Regions from separate parts of the Mus musculus genome. Here regions 2, 3, 4 and 5 are each linked to region 1. A link is a contact called in public ChIA-PET, HiChIP or PLAC-seq and promoter capture Hi-C data. All regions are on one chromosome and are shown on one strand. Each heading gives the region's core, a stretch centred on a gene start, on an enhancer-like site or on the middle of the called end of the contact. The rest is flanking DNA. Distances are from core to core; before and after follow the strand shown.

The links. Promoter capture Hi-C pulls out the DNA fragments that hold promoters and counts their contacts. ChIA-PET counts read pairs in DNA pulled down with a chosen protein or histone mark. HiChIP or PLAC-seq counts read pairs in DNA pulled down with a chosen protein or histone mark.
Region 2: a promoter capture Hi-C map of neutrophils shows a contact between it and region 1, with 3 times the contacts expected there. The contact joins the enhancer-like site here to the promoter of Lactb in region 1. A contact is called at or near these places in 6 of 39 promoter capture datasets (embryonic stem cells, erythroid cells, frontonasal cranial neural crest and 3 more) and 1 of 115 datasets of contacts at active chromatin or transcription factors (large pre-B cells).
Region 3: a promoter capture Hi-C map of the HPC-7 cell line shows a contact between it and region 1, with 4 times the contacts expected there. The contact joins the enhancer-like site here to the promoter of Lactb in region 1. A contact is called at or near these places in 3 of 39 promoter capture datasets (the HPC-7 cell line, HPC-7-derived erythroid cells and stem cell-derived epiblast-like cells), 1 of 115 datasets of contacts at active chromatin or transcription factors (large pre-B cells) and 2 of 9 other capture datasets (embryonic stem cells and pancreatic islet).
Region 4: an RNA polymerase II ChIA-PET map of memory CD8 T cells shows a contact between it and region 1, with 19 read pairs. The contact joins the enhancer-like site here to the promoter of Lactb in region 1. A contact is called at or near these places in 15 of 39 promoter capture datasets (the 3T3-L1 cell line, 3T3-L1-derived adipocytes, the HPC-7 cell line and 10 more), 1 of 15 datasets of contacts at CTCF or cohesin (large pre-B cells), 8 of 484 Hi-C or Micro-C datasets (CD4 T cells, the G1E-ER4 cell line, the N1E-115 cell line and 2 more), 5 of 115 datasets of contacts at active chromatin or transcription factors (embryonic stem cells, extraembryonic endoderm stem cells, large pre-B cells and 1 more) and 2 of 9 other capture datasets (embryonic stem cells and liver).
Region 5: a contact with region 1 is called in an H3K4me3 HiChIP or PLAC-seq map of stem cell-derived neural progenitor cells, with 4 times the contacts expected there. The contact joins the promoter of M5C1000I18Rik here to the promoter of Lactb in region 1. A contact is called at or near these places in 1 of 39 promoter capture datasets (cranial neural crest) and 1 of 115 datasets of contacts at active chromatin or transcription factors (stem cell-derived neural progenitor cells).

What each region holds. Positions count from the first base shown.
Region 1 is chr9:66,973,976-66,976,802 of GRCm38.p6, forward strand. Lactb (lactamase, beta) reads right to left here and starts at 1,509. Exons shown (of 6, transcript NM_030717.1): 1 at 1,066-1,509; 2 at 743-809. The coding sequence starts at 1,416.
Region 2 is chr9:66,192,880-66,195,579 of GRCm38.p6, forward strand. All of the region lies in intron 2 of Dapk2 (death-associated protein kinase 2), which reads left to right. Among named protein-coding and RNA genes, the nearest start is that of Dapk2, 36 kb to the left of the region's middle. Within about 2 kb of position 1,367, at least 13 of the 459 cell types and tissues checked have an H3K27ac peak or open chromatin away from gene starts, as enhancers often do. A contact at or near this core is called in neutrophils, where this site is marked.
Region 3 is chr9:66,239,611-66,242,310 of GRCm38.p6, forward strand. The region is part of intron 4 of Dapk2 (death-associated protein kinase 2); the gene reads left to right. Among named protein-coding and RNA genes, the nearest start is that of Gm39364, 60 kb to the right of the region's middle. Within about 2 kb of position 1,346, at least 88 of the 459 cell types and tissues checked have an H3K27ac peak or open chromatin away from gene starts, as enhancers often do. A contact at or near this core is called in the HPC-7 cell line, where this site is marked.
Region 4 is chr9:66,280,320-66,283,019 of GRCm38.p6, forward strand. No RefSeq gene overlaps it. Among named protein-coding and RNA genes, the nearest start is that of Gm39364, 19 kb to the right of the region's middle. Within about 2 kb of position 1,267, at least 72 of the 459 cell types and tissues checked have an H3K27ac peak or open chromatin away from gene starts, as enhancers often do. A contact at or near this core is called in the G1E-ER4 cell line and memory CD8 T cells, where this site is marked.
Region 5 is chr9:67,758,820-67,761,519 of GRCm38.p6, forward strand. It overlaps M5C1000I18Rik (RIKEN cDNA M5C1000I18 gene), which reads right to left and starts at 1,411. Exons shown (of 2, transcript NR_153961.1): 1 at 329-1,411; 2 at 1-224. It overlaps C2cd4b (C2 calcium-dependent domain containing 4B), which reads left to right and starts at 618. Exons shown (of 2, transcript NM_001081314.2): 1 at 618-697; 2 at 865-2,114. The coding sequence starts at 905. The coding sequence ends at 1,927.

The DNA.
Region 1 (2,827 bases), core at 259-2,758:
GGTCTCTACATGCTCAGGCTGGCCTCACACACATCATGTGACCTTAAGCTTCTGATCCTCCAGCTTCTACGTCCTGAGGAATGGGATCATGGGTCCATACCACTTTGATTTATGTGGTGCAAGGGATTATACCCAGAACTTGTACCCAAAAGCAAGCACCAACTGAGCTCCATCCCAAACCACTTCAAGCTTGTCGTTAAAAACAAAACAGGTAACACTCTGTCTAGTAAATGTAATAATAAACTGTAAATCATTAAGGACCAGGGATATCATGTATTCTTAATACTTGGTATAGTGCCTTTTACAGAAGTGGGGAATAAAAAAATTACAGAATGAAAGAATAAAAATATGCAGAAACTGACATTTTAGTTACTAATAAGGGTTATCTAATATGTAATAGTGGTAATTTAATGGATTGTTCTACATTCCATTTTCAGACCAATTCTTAAGAGTAAACTGGGAGAAGAAACAGCATTTTGAACACATCCACGTACTTGAGTCACACAATTTAATTATTTACTTTATTTTGCCCTCACACATGGAGGCTAAGCAAGTGAGCTTCCACTGAGCTATACTCCTAGCCCAGTTAGTTACATTTTAAACTTTCCAGTGATAAATAAAACAGCCTGATTATTCTAGGGATACATTGTCTCTACAAATGTGCCACTTTTTGCAACTCCAACCTGTAAAACATCAGTATTTTATTTTACCAATAACAAAATGGGCTACCTGCTGAACTCACCTTCTGACCAGACTTCTTTTCCATCTACAGAAACTCCAACCACGATGCCGGGGGCACCAACCTCATCCTAAGAGAAAAGAAAGACCCTGGTGGTTCAAAAGTAGACTGACTCCGCCCACTCTGCGGTCCCGCCCACCAGGAGGGCAATGGTTCTGCTCCGATTGCCCTGGCCGTCGGAGTGCACAGGACTCTAAAGGGGAAGGGGCGGGCCCCTCCGCGACCGGTGACCTCAGCTGCTACTTGAGCAGCCCTAAGAGCGTCAGCCCGCGGCCAGGCAGTCAGAAAAACGGAAGCCGCCGCCCTGACGCCCACTGGGCCCGCACCTTGATCCGGTGTAGCAGATCGCGGCTGCTCTCGATGGCTCTGGAGAAGCCCCTGGCTGCTGGCGGCGCAGGCGTGTGCGGGCTCCCCGGGCTCAGGGCCTGCTCGTGCGATAACTCGGTAGTGCCGGACGCCTCGGGGTCCGCGGGGGACTGAATGGGGACGGCGCCCCGCAGCCCGACCACCAGCTTCGCGCCGAGAGCCAGCCCCAGCCCGAGCCCCAGGCCGCCGGCCCAACCAAGGCCCAGCACAGGCAGGCCCGGTCGCCTGTGCGCCCCGCGCCGCCCTCCGTCCCAGGCTGGGCCTGCGGTGGCCGCAGCCCGAGCTGTCACGCTTGACAGGAGCCGGTACATGTTGCCTCCGCAGAGCCGGCTGCCTCCTAGCTTGCTCCGGCTTGGCCCGCGGCGGGCGGGACGAGGGGGCGGGGCTGAGGCGGGGCTTTACAGTACCTCTCAGTCAAGGCCGGGTGGGTGAGCGACGAGCGCATCGAGCGCCTGGTCCTCGTCTCCTTTCTAGCCTTCTGGCTACTAATCCTCTTTGGTTCCACCCCTCCTTTTCTTGCTTTCTTTTCCCTCCCTCTTTTTCATATCTTTCTTCCTTCTTTTATCTTCTCCTTTTCCTCTCTCTTCTCTCCCTTTAGCTCTAACCTCCCTCTCTTGTTTTCTTTTTCTCTCGCATCCCACATTCCTCCCTCTATCCTCTTTTCTCTTTCCCTCTCTTTATTTCTGATTCTCTCCTCTTTCTCCTTCCCACTTTAGTTTCTACCTGTCCCTCAAGCCTCTCTTTTCCTTTTCTCCTCCTCATCTCTCTCCTTTTCCATGCTTCTTCTCTCTCACAACACACATGATATCCTTAGACAAGTCTCCTGTCACAGCAACACCCTCTTGCCACCTTATGCCTATGTTAACAACACTCGCCCCTTTGTTTGACTGAGATGCACAGTGGTTAAAACACTTGCCATGCAAACACAAGGACTGGAATTCAAATCCCCAGTATCCGGGTGAAAATGCCCAGTGGGCATGGCGCCTACCTGTAACGGATTGAGAAACCCAGCCTCAATCCAAAGTTAGAAGCGCAATTATAGATGGTTTCCAACATAGTCTGGGACGTTCTCAGGCAAATGCTAATATGCATGTATATACATGCACACACACAAAAGTGGGAAAAAGCAAACCTGATGTGGGTTTTTTTCATTCTTTTAGGAGAATTTTATGTCTTGACTCGCCTTCCTGCCCAGTGACAATCATTCTAGCAAACATTAATCATCGTAACTGCTCTGGAGATTGGTTGTGTTGTCTGACATCAGTTCCATGAGGAAACTGGAGTAAAGGGAGGCTAAGGGATTTGTCTAAATCTACAGAGTTGTCAGGTGATGGCCCAGAAATGTACCTTCTCAGCCTTCCTCTCTTGTCAGAGGGTTTGAAGGGTTCTACGATCAGAGGCGTGGGCGGTGAATCAGCTTCCCAGTGGTGCGATGGATGCAGCTGCAGCTAGTATTATTACATGGCCAGGGTCCACTGGGCGCTACAGCTGCCCTTCCACACCCAGTCCTGTTCTCTGAAGCAAACTCTAGCCAGGCTACTCTCAGTTCTCTTCCTGAGTAGGAAACTCTTCCACAGTTTCTCACAGCTCAAGGCTGCGTTGCTAGAGTGACCCTATCTTTCTTCAAAATACCTGCCTGAGAAAGATCAGAGTTTCCAAACGCAGTTACTGTTTGTTCCAACCACCACTGGAAAACAGAGCTCCTGTCCCCCAGTCTGTGGC
Region 2 (2,700 bases), core at 117-2,616, 780 kb before region 1:
GCAGTCCTTGCTCTGAACCCATCTCTCATGCAGTCAGGACATGTATCAACAATCTACCTGTGAGATTGTGGGAAGCTGAGCTGTCACTCTGCATGCGACCCACCCCTTCTTGCAGGTCCTGAGGAATGAAATGCTGGCAGACTGGCCCTGTGTTTTCACAAGGGGAGGTAGGTAGATAAATCAGAGATAGAAGCTTACTGTGAAGACTCAGCACTTAAATGTGAACTCTGAGAGCAGAGAGCAGATTCACTGCTCAAGATGGCCTTTGGGGGCCAGCGGGTGATGAGTACCATTTGGGACTGAGACAAACAGGGAGCCCCACCACACTGAGAGGGCTGAGGAAGTGTGTGCTTGGTTAGCCTCATGGCCCTGAAATCTCATTAGGAAAATTGTCGGAGCACTGGGTCGTCAGTAACTTGTAATTATTACCGTTTCCTTGTCTTTGGGAATTGTGGAAAGCAGAAAGAAAAGAGTTAGAAATCGCACCCACAGGCAGTCTGCAGAGTTGAAGAAACTCCTCCGTCCACTTTCAAAAGAGAGTCCTACTGACTGGTTCTCAAACTAGCATGGACAACAGGAACCACCCAAGCTTCTGATTTAGTGGGTCAGTGCTTTTTATTTCTAACATATGCTGGTGCTGATGGCCCTGGACTGGGCACCACACTTTGAGAGCCACTGGTTTCTACCATCTGGTACCAGGGAGAACTCATTTCAGGTCCCAGTGACATAAGTGTGATGCTCTGTGCCCCTTTCCAAACCTTGCTACTTATGTTCCCATGTGTTGGCTGTCTCTGCTCCTGAGAAGACACTTTAGGCATAGCTTTGTAAGATTTATTTTTAATTTTTAATTGTGTGTGTGTAAGGGTATGTATAAAATGTATTTCTGTGTGTATGTATGTACACATGAATGCATGTACCCTTGGAGTCCAGAAGAAGGTGTCAGGTCCTCTAGGGAAAGTATTTCAGGCATCTGGCACGGGTGCTAGGGACTGAAGTCTGGTCCTTTGCAAGAGCAGTGTATGTTCTTAACCACTGAGCCATCTCTCCAGTCCTGACTTCTGCCATTTCTCATCATAACTGTTTCAAATAGTTTTCAGTCCTAACTGTTACTAAGTCTTGAGTTTTGCAAGATGCCTTCTTAAATCGGGTGTGGTAGATCACAGATGAGGTGTTAGACATTGCCCTTCCCTTAAGTAGATTAATCTAGTTTGGGGGTGAGGGACAGATAACCAGCAAAGTACACAAAAAAGGAAAGGGTGTGAAAAGATGATTAGGAGCTGAAACTTGAACTTAAGCAGGAGGAGGGCTTGGGTAAGCAGAAGTTCTCCTAGGATAGGGAATCAGGACTAGAGAAGCCCTGAGGTGGAAATGAGTGTGTCGTGCTGTGCCTTGTGGGAAGCCACAGTGCTATTGGGCAAGTGGATTGGGGCCAGGTGATGAGAGGCGCTGGGGCCCAGCCAAGGAGCTCAGGCCTGATGGGAAGGGGAGAGTGGTATTGAGAAGAACTGATGGTGCCAGTGTTGTAGGGAAGTGGGCTGGGAATGTAGGAGAGGGCTGGGCCTGGGCTGGGGGTGGGGGATAGGAGTGCTGATCCAGGAGGTTGTGCCAAGTGCATTGGTTTACACGTAATGCTCCAGGAGGAGACCAGAGACGAAGAGAGTCTAGCATAGTTCCATCAGTAACATCACTGAGGATGGAGAGGTAGCTCAGTGGTTTAGAGCACTTACTGCTCTTGCAGAGGACCCGAGTTGAGTTCCCAGCAACTGTATCAGGCAGTTTATAACTGCACGAATCTCCAGTTCCAGGCATCCTATGGCCTCTTCTGGACTCTATGAGAACCTGCATGTAAACTCACTCACACATACACACACACACACACACACACACACACACTAATACACACACTCACATACACACACACATTCACATACATATACACACACTCACACACACATACACATACTAATACACTCACACACATACACATACTAATACACTCACACACATACACATACTAATACACTCACACACACATACACACACTACTCACACATGCACATGCACATACATGCACTCACACACACATGCACACACATACACACACACTCACACATATACACTTATACCCACACACCACATACACACACATGCACACACACACACACACACTCATTAATTAAGAATTAACTAGTTAATTAAATGTAAAAAAATACAAACTACAAACCTAATATGCACCAAATACTGTTAGGAGCCAGGAGTACAAGGAAAGAGAGAGAGAGAGAGAGAGAGAGAGAGAGAGAGAGAGAGAGAGAAAGAGAGGCTCTTTCCAAGATGCTCTAAGTCAAGGAAGCCGAGGAATGCTGTATGGCACCAGGGCACCAGAGAACTTGAGTAAATAAATCACACCATGGTGGCGTCCATGGGAGATAAGCACAGAAGGGGAACCCATGTCAGAAACACAAAAGATATTTTGAGGGGCAGCTCAGTGGTGACTGAACAATGCTGCCCAACTTCCTGTAGACGAAGAAGAGGTTTGTATACTGGAAGTGGGGGGCTGACGCTTTCCTTCTCTGTCCACAGCAAGGCCCCTGGTGACTCTGAAGCACAGAACCAATTAATATAAGTCATTTATAAGTGATTATTATTCTCTTATAAACATGTGCCCTTTACATTTATTTTAGATTTTTTTTTATGTGTATG
Region 3 (2,700 bases), core at 96-2,595, 730 kb before region 1:
ATGGCCGACATAATGGGGGCTGGGCACTTGTGATACTGAAGGCTTGTGGGTCAGGGTTGTTTATGATGGACCAGTTTTGCTTTCTCAGGTTGCCCAGAGGTGTCTAACCAATCTGGGTCTGGACTTGGATTGCCCATGAAGTTTTCTTGTTTGAATAACACAAGCTCAGCCGGGCCTCAGCTTCACCTAGCAGCAAGCAGGCCAAACAAGGCACTTGTGGCTCAGTGCACTTGAGCTCTGCCTCTTCTGCAGCAACTCGACTTCTTTGGGCTTCTCCACAACATGACTGACTGACTGACCTCTGAGATCCCTTGTGACCCAGCATTGTGAGGCTGGAGCATAAAACAGGGTGGGGAAGGGAAATGGGAGGTGGGAGTGTGGGAAAGATGATTTGTGAGAGCCCATGTCCTTCCTGGACTCTCGTGATTGAACAGAGTGTCAAGTACCACTCCCAGAGAGGACTCTCAGCTACTGTGGGCAGCTTAGCCAGTATGCTACAGCCCCTTCACGCATAAACCTCTCTCTGAAGCCACAGAACAATGCTATGACCTATGAAGCGTGTTTATGTGAGTACACTGTAGCTGTCTCCAGACTCACCAGAAGAAGGCATCAGATCTCATTCCAGATGGTTGTGAGCCACCATGTGGTTGCTGGGAATTGAACTCAGGACCTCTGGAAGAGCAGTCAGTGCTCTTAACCACTGAGCCATTTCTTCAGCCCCCAATTCATATTTTCAGTGGCAAAGCCGAGAAGCGAATTCAGAGCTGCCTGACGCCAAGCCCTTGTCTTTTGCCCTTGACTGCATGGTCCCCAAGGTTGCCTCCATCCTGTTCCAACCATAGGGTATGCTGTGCTGGTCCCATGGAACCAGCTTCCAGTTGGTATCACAGCAGGCACCTCTAACAGACATGTTGGCTTTCCCCAGAGTGCCTGCCTGACTGGCAGGCCAAGCCAGGCATGTTTGTTTTGACAGGTGGGGCAGTCCCACCCCACCACATCCCCCTGTGGCAGCTCTCTGGGCTCTGGGCTGGCAGCAGCACCTAAAGAATGCAGTGCCTCCTCCAGCCATGCTTTGCAGGTGATGTCAGCTGCGTGGGCTAAGTACCTGGTTGAATACCATTGGCCGAGGATGACTGGGGCAAGGAGGATGGACAGGATTGTGCTACCCACGGGGCAGTCTGGCTGGGGGCCCAGCTTCCTGTGGCTACCGTGGCCTACTCTTCTTTCCTGACCTGAGGCAGAGGCACAGGATCCTTTTCATGGCTAGCCTTGGGGCTCAGAGCAGCAGACGTTTGCCCAGCTAGCTTGGAATTATGTGTCACATCAAAACTGCTAAAGGAACTTAGGATGACATCTGTGGAGTAGGGAACTGGACCCAAAGAGAGGAAATGGCCTGTTTATTAAGCACTCTACTTTTGCTCCTGGACCTGAAACTGTTTCCCAGCCCCAGGCTTGGGCTCCTTTTCTATTCGGGGAGGTGGAATAAGAGACCACAACCTGGGGAACTGCCAGTTTGCTGGATCTCAGGCTGCCTTTCGGACCATATTTTAGCCCTATTAACAGCTAGCCAGGAGGGCTCTCTGGCACTCCTAGTGGTGGCTTATACAACCAGACAGAGGAGGAAACCCTGGCTGGAATTCTTTTACTGCATTTACATGAATATGAATGTGCAGAATGTAAGATAGCAGAGGCAACACCAGGAACCTTTAATGGGATTGAATTTACCTAGGGGAGATTTACTTGCCACCCACTAGACAAGTAGCACTGCATCCAGAGGCGATCTGAGGTGTCTGAGATGGTGGTGCTCACCCTGTGGGATGAGAGCAGGTCTAGATGTGAGATCTACCAGAAGGCTGGAAAGGTAACTGGGGTTGTGGCTGGGGCTGGTTCAGAGATCTGATTGCCTCAGTTCTCAAAAGGAGCTTTTGATGGTCACTGGGACCACTGGGATATTTAACAAGCCTGGTTGATGGGGTAAGATTAGGAGCAGGACTTCCAGAGAAACTCTCCTGCCATCATGCTGATGGGCCTTGGGCAAGTCTTTTAGTTCCCTGGGCCTCAGTTTCCTACATCTGTAAAATGGTAATGGTAGTAGCATCTACTTCTCGGGGTGGGGAGGGGCTGCCAGGATCCTATGGAAAACCCAAATGAGTCTCTGGTCCCTGGAACTGGTTGGGCTGTTACTGGAGGCTGGGACGGCAAAAGAAAGAATTATAAAAACTGCAGATAAGGGGGCCCGTGTTTGCTGGCTAGCCTAGAATCCCTTAATGGCCTGGAGGTAGCAATATCATTTGGTGGCAGGGAGCCAATGGCCTGTCTGCGCCCAGTCTGAGTATACAGGGCCAACTAATAGTTCAAGTAGCCCGTTGAGTGGCTGGTGAGGTCCCAGTCCTCTCACTTAGCAGAGTATTCCTGCAGCCCCAAGGCCATCTCCCTGGTTGAACACCTTAGGCTGTGCTTCTTTGTGTATACCTAACTTGGGATCTCTCCTCCTAGAACTCCTCATTTTCTATTTTTATTTATATATATCCCTGTGTATATAATGGCACATATATCCAAGCATCGTTGGAAGCTAGAGAAGGGCGTCGGGTCTGTTGGAGCTAGAGTCACAGGTTATTGTGACCAGTTTGACATGGGCACTGAGATTTCAACTCTGGTCCTCTGGAAGCTTAAGGCTCTCCAAACATCCCTCCCTGATAT
Region 4 (2,700 bases), core at 17-2,516, 690 kb before region 1:
CTTCCACACAGCAGACACAGTGTGGCCAGCCACTTCACACTCCTGCTTGTATGCCTTTGCCACGATGCACTGTATCCCAACTGTAAGTCAAAATAGACCTTCTTCTATTTCTTCTCCTTCCTTTTTCTTTTTTTTCTTTTGAGACAGGGTCTCACTAGGTAGCCCTGGCAGGCAGGTCTGGAATTAATTCACAATATAGACCAAGCTGCTCCCAGACTCACAGAGGTGTGAGCCACCATGCCTCCTAGCTTTAAGTTGCTTCTGACCAGGTGTTAGGTCTCAGCAATGAGAAAAGTAATTTGCATATGTCTTTACAGGAAGTGAGCACAGACATTCTGAAACCACAGCAAAGCCTTTCTTGGTCTGCATGCACATCCCTAGATCGAGGGGGGTGGGGGGACCAGGATAAATTGTGATTGTCTATACCTAAGGCTTAGTGCCTTAGAGCCTAGGGCACAATTGGTTTTCCCCCAAACTGCTAGGAGGCAGCTGAGGTCTCTACTGAGAGAAGGGCACTGATGGAGGGGTGTAGTGCCTCTCTCCATGCCCACTGCTGGGTGATGGTAGGCAATGTCTCTTACCCCCTCCTCACTGGACACTGGCCCAGGAGGTGGGCTTTCCTGCTCCTCCAAAGCCTGTAGGTACTTACCTCTTTTCCCTAGAAAGTGTCTCCCAGCAGGATGTGCTGGCATGTGTCTTTAATGTCAGTACTTAGGAGGCAGAGGCAGGTGGATCTCTGTGAGTTCAAGATCAGCCTGGTCTAGATAGTATGTTCTGGCAAGGGCTACATAGACCGGTTTCAAGGGGGAAAAAAAAAAGAAAAAAGAAAATATGAAAATGTCTTCTAGCCTAGGTCCACGGTACTGATCTGAAAACCCTGGCCTGAGAGTCAGGTTAGGTCTCAGAGTTTGAATGACATTTCTGACATCTTCTTAGCTGGGTGATTATTTATTTATTTATTTACCAAGGTATTGGGCCTCAGCTTTCCCATTTGTAAAACGGGGGCATGCCAATATCTTCCCCGCAGGGCTCCTATGACTATTCGGTTGGATTAGCTAAAGCATGGCGGCACTTAGTGTACTGCACTCAGAAAGTGGCTTCTGTCCTAACAACTGTGCTTTATGGACTAGCGTAAAACATAAATTCATCAGTGAGTAGGCTGGATGGAGCAAATGGAAGAAGGAGATGGAGTTCCCATGGTGTTGTTTGCTGCCTCTGCCAACCACTCTGGTGACATGTGATATGTGATGAGCAAGGCCCTTGACGTGACATGCCTCTTGTTTCTCGTCCTTTGGTTTTCCCCAGTGCATGCTGGGGGCCGGCCCACATCCTGAACATTCTGTGAAGCTCGGTTGGTTAAGAAACCTCACTGCCCAGCTGCAAAGCACCTTCGCTTTCCGCCTGTCTGGCCCCTTCAGCTGCCTACGGCCAAATGCAAAGGAGCCTTGCTAGAGAGCAGCAGCAGCTGCTGCCTTCTTGCCGGTCTGCCTGTGCCTCTCCACTCCCCCCGCCCCCACCCTGTGGTTTGCATTCTAGAAGCATCTGCCTCACACCAGGTCTTTATTGCCTTCTGTTCTCACAGCCATCTTGAGAAAGCTTAGGAAACTAAGGCTTCCAGGGGGGTTGGCATTTGTTTTGTTTGCATTCAGAGACAAGGGCTCACTATGTAGCCCAGGCTGGCCTTGAACTTGCAACCCTCCTGCCTCAGCCTCCCCTGAGCTGGGAACCCAGGTGTATACCATGCCCAAATATTTCTGTCTTTTTGCTTTCTAGATGTCATATATGAGCAGCTTCTGTCATGATGTCTCACCACAGACCCCCAAGGCAGCAGAGGCAAGCAGCCATGGACCTAAACCTCCCAGACTGTGAGCCCAAATAATCCTTTCTTCTTTTTCTGTTGATTATCATAGGCCTTCTGTCACAGCAGTGGAAAGTTGGTAGTCTGAGGTCTTTCGTAGGCCCCAGCACTGCATAAACCATACACGCTGGTGCATGCCTGCAATCCTAGCACTCTGGAGCCAGAAACAAGAGGACCAGGAATTCAAGGTTATCTTTTGCTGCATAGTGAGTTGTGAATTTAGGCTAGCCTGAGCTATATTACTGTTTTAAAACAAAAGCAAACAGGTGACTGGAGAGATGGCTCAGCAGTTAAGAGCACTGACTACTCTTCCAAAGGTCCTGAGTTCAATTTCCAGCAACCACATGGTGGCTTATAGCCATCTGTAATGGGATTTGGTGCCTTCTTTTGGTGTCTGAAGACAGCCACAGTGTACCCATAGAAATAAAATAAATACACCTTAAAAAAAAAAACCCACTGTTCTCATTTTTAAAAAGTGAAAAAAAAAAAACAACAGAAATCAAACTAACACATCTGCATCTCCCCCCACCTCAACCCCCCAATGTGTATTGCTGTTTTGTCTGCACATAAGTGTGCACCATGTGCATGCAGTTTCCACAGAAGCCAGAAGAGGGCATCAGACCACCTGGACTTACAGACAGTAGTGAGAGCTACAAGGATTGAACCCTTGTCCTCTGGAAAAACAGTCAGCTCTGTTAACCACTGAGCCATCTTTCTAACCCAGGTTCTGCATCCTTGAAAAGATTTACAATGGAAGATGCTACTCTGATGGTAGGGATGAGGGACTAGTAGGCGCATAGTCATCCCTTTTTAAGGGCAGATGGCCAACTTCATCATTTGTT
Region 5 (2,700 bases), core at 161-2,660, 780 kb after region 1:
ACTAAGCTGCTGACCCGGGACTTAGTCAGTATCTACGATTTTTGAATTAAAGTGAATGCAACCACTTTACTCCAACCTTTTAGTCCAGTGTCGAATCCAAGCAGTCTGGATATGTTAAACGTAGGCGGACTAATGCGTTTTCAATTTCGCAAAACGTTCTGCACATAACCCCATCCTAAACGGACATGCCAAGTTTAGTCTGTGCTTGGAAACAGGTATGCATCCTGAAAAATAGAACCCAGGGGAGCTTATGAGTCAGGTGCCCAGTGGAAGGATCGGATTTACTTAGTTGCTAAATTCAACTTCACGTTTCTTCCTCCTTCCTCACCTTCTCTGAGAGGCCACAAACACTTTGAACTACCAAATTCTCTTTCGCATGGTGACAGGATGCCCTTTACTCATCTGTAAATGGCGCTCCAGCAAAGGGACAGCCAATGTAAGTCCCAGAGCCAGCTCCTGCGACACCTATACAGCTAGCAGCTGGAGATTTAGTGGGAAGGGACGGCTGAAAGGCGGGTTCGGTCTGTTACCTCTTCGGATTGGCCTCTTGGAGCCTGGGCGTGACTTCCACTAAGGTATAAGTTTGGAGCGCCACTGTCACAGCTGCAGTGCTGAAGGTGGAGCCCTAGCTGTGAACTACACGTCACCTGCTTCGTTCCTGCGACTAGTCGGACCCAGCGAGACTGAAGAAGAAAAGGTCTGATTTCTATATATTCATGTATATAGTTTGTTACCATGAGGATGCTCCAAAGGTTGATTCGTGCTGACCCGGAGCCCTAGATTTGTGGGTACTTCCAGAGGGTCAAAGAAGGGATCCACTGGACTTCAGGAGCCCAAATTCAACAGTTTTTCTCTGTGTTGCAGACGCTCGTGTATCCGCCACGCTCGGGCATAAGCTAGAAGGATGAAGCTTCTCGGTCGACTTCGCTCCTCCACTCCTGAGCCTGCCTTCTCCAACGTGCTCACCCCGGGCCGCATCCCAGAGTTCTGCATCCCCCCGCGGCTGCAGGTCCCCGGCGCTCTCGAATCACCGCTTCCCGCTGCCGCACTGCCTTGGCGCTGCGCGGCCGAACCGGACCTGTGGCCGCGCATCCCTGACGACCGCGAAGACAGTGACGAAGACTGCGCGGGTCGCACCGACTGGGACCCGCGCTCCCAGGCTGCGCTCTCGCTGCCGCACCTGCCCCGCGCGCGCACCGTTTACGGCTTCTGCGCGCTGCTCGAGAGCCCGCACACGCGCCGGAAGGAGTCGCTCTTCCTCGGCCACCCCGGCACCCCCAGGCTGGGACTTTGCCACCGTGCGCACACCTACGCGAGTCCGCGCCGAGCATCGGACTCTGAGCTCGGCGCCCCGCGCGACCTGGACAAAACCCCACCAGCCGCTCCAGTGCCCCGTATGCGCCGCCTCCTCCGCGCCCCCGATGGTCTGTTGAGCCGCGCGCTGCGGGCTCCCCGCGGCCGGGCCAGCGCGCGCCCCGCGCCCCGCGGCGACGAGCACGAGCGCGCCGCTTCCTGCGCGCCCCCGGTCCCCAGCAGCCCGGATCCCGAGCGCCTGCAAGCTGAAGCCAGCGTGGCTCTGGGCCGCGGGGGTTGCACGCTGCGCCTGGCGGCCGAGTACTGTCCGCGCAGCGCCTGCCTCCGCCTCCGCCTGCTGCGCGCTGAGGGCCCGGCCGCCGCGCTGGAGCCCCGCGCCCTGGGCTGCCGCCTCAGCCTGGTGCTGAGGCCGTCGGGCCAGCAGCGCGCCAGTGTGGTCCGCCGCAGCCGCAAGGCCGCCCTGGACCAGGACTGCTGCTTCGATCGGCTCCCGGAGGAGCAGCTGCGCCGCCTGGCCGTGCGCATCAAGGCGGAGAGCAAGGGCCGCGGGCTGGAGCGCGGACGACCGCTGGGCCAGGGCGAGCTGCTGCTGGGCTCTCTGCTACTGCTATGAGCGCGGCTTCCCTGGTGCTCTGGACATTTAAGGTTGAGTCGCCTTGAGATGCACAGAGACTCTTGGCCCTCAGATACTCAAGGCCTCTTGACAGTGGCTTATCCCCGGGACACACACAACAGCCTTTTGGCTCTGGTGCACTTTCCCTTTTGTACAAAATAAAAGTTATTTATTTTTCTATCTATAATCTTGCAGCATTGATGTTTTTTCACTTTTCTGATCGCTTTTTGGAAGCAAAAGGAAAAGTAATGCCCCCCCCCCCGTCTATTTACAGTATCTGCTCCTTTTCCAGACCATTTTAATAGTAAAAAGGGAAAACCAACAACGTAAAGAACGTATTTACCCCAGAGTGGAAGAATAAGAACAGAAGCACACTCACATGCTTGCTTTTCCCCACTGGAAGGAAGGTTCATTCACTGGTGAAGTGCTTGCCATGCAGGCGAGATGTACTGAATCCTGTCCTGGTAAACCTATCTTTAAAAAGCTGAGGCCGGTGATACACAATTGTAAGCGCAAGGCTGGAGAGGGATAGACAAGCAGCTACATCCTTGGTGTTTGATAACTCTCCAGTCTAGCCTTATTGGTGACCAATGGGAGACCCTGTCCCAAAGAATAAGGTGGATGACAATTGAACAACATCAGAGGTTGTAACTTGACCTCTGAGGGCAATTGTGCACACACGATATTGTGATAATGTTTTCAACATCATTCCAGACAGATCTATTACAATGTTTTTACAGAGTTAGGTGGTGTAATTTCCACTCTCCCTTCAA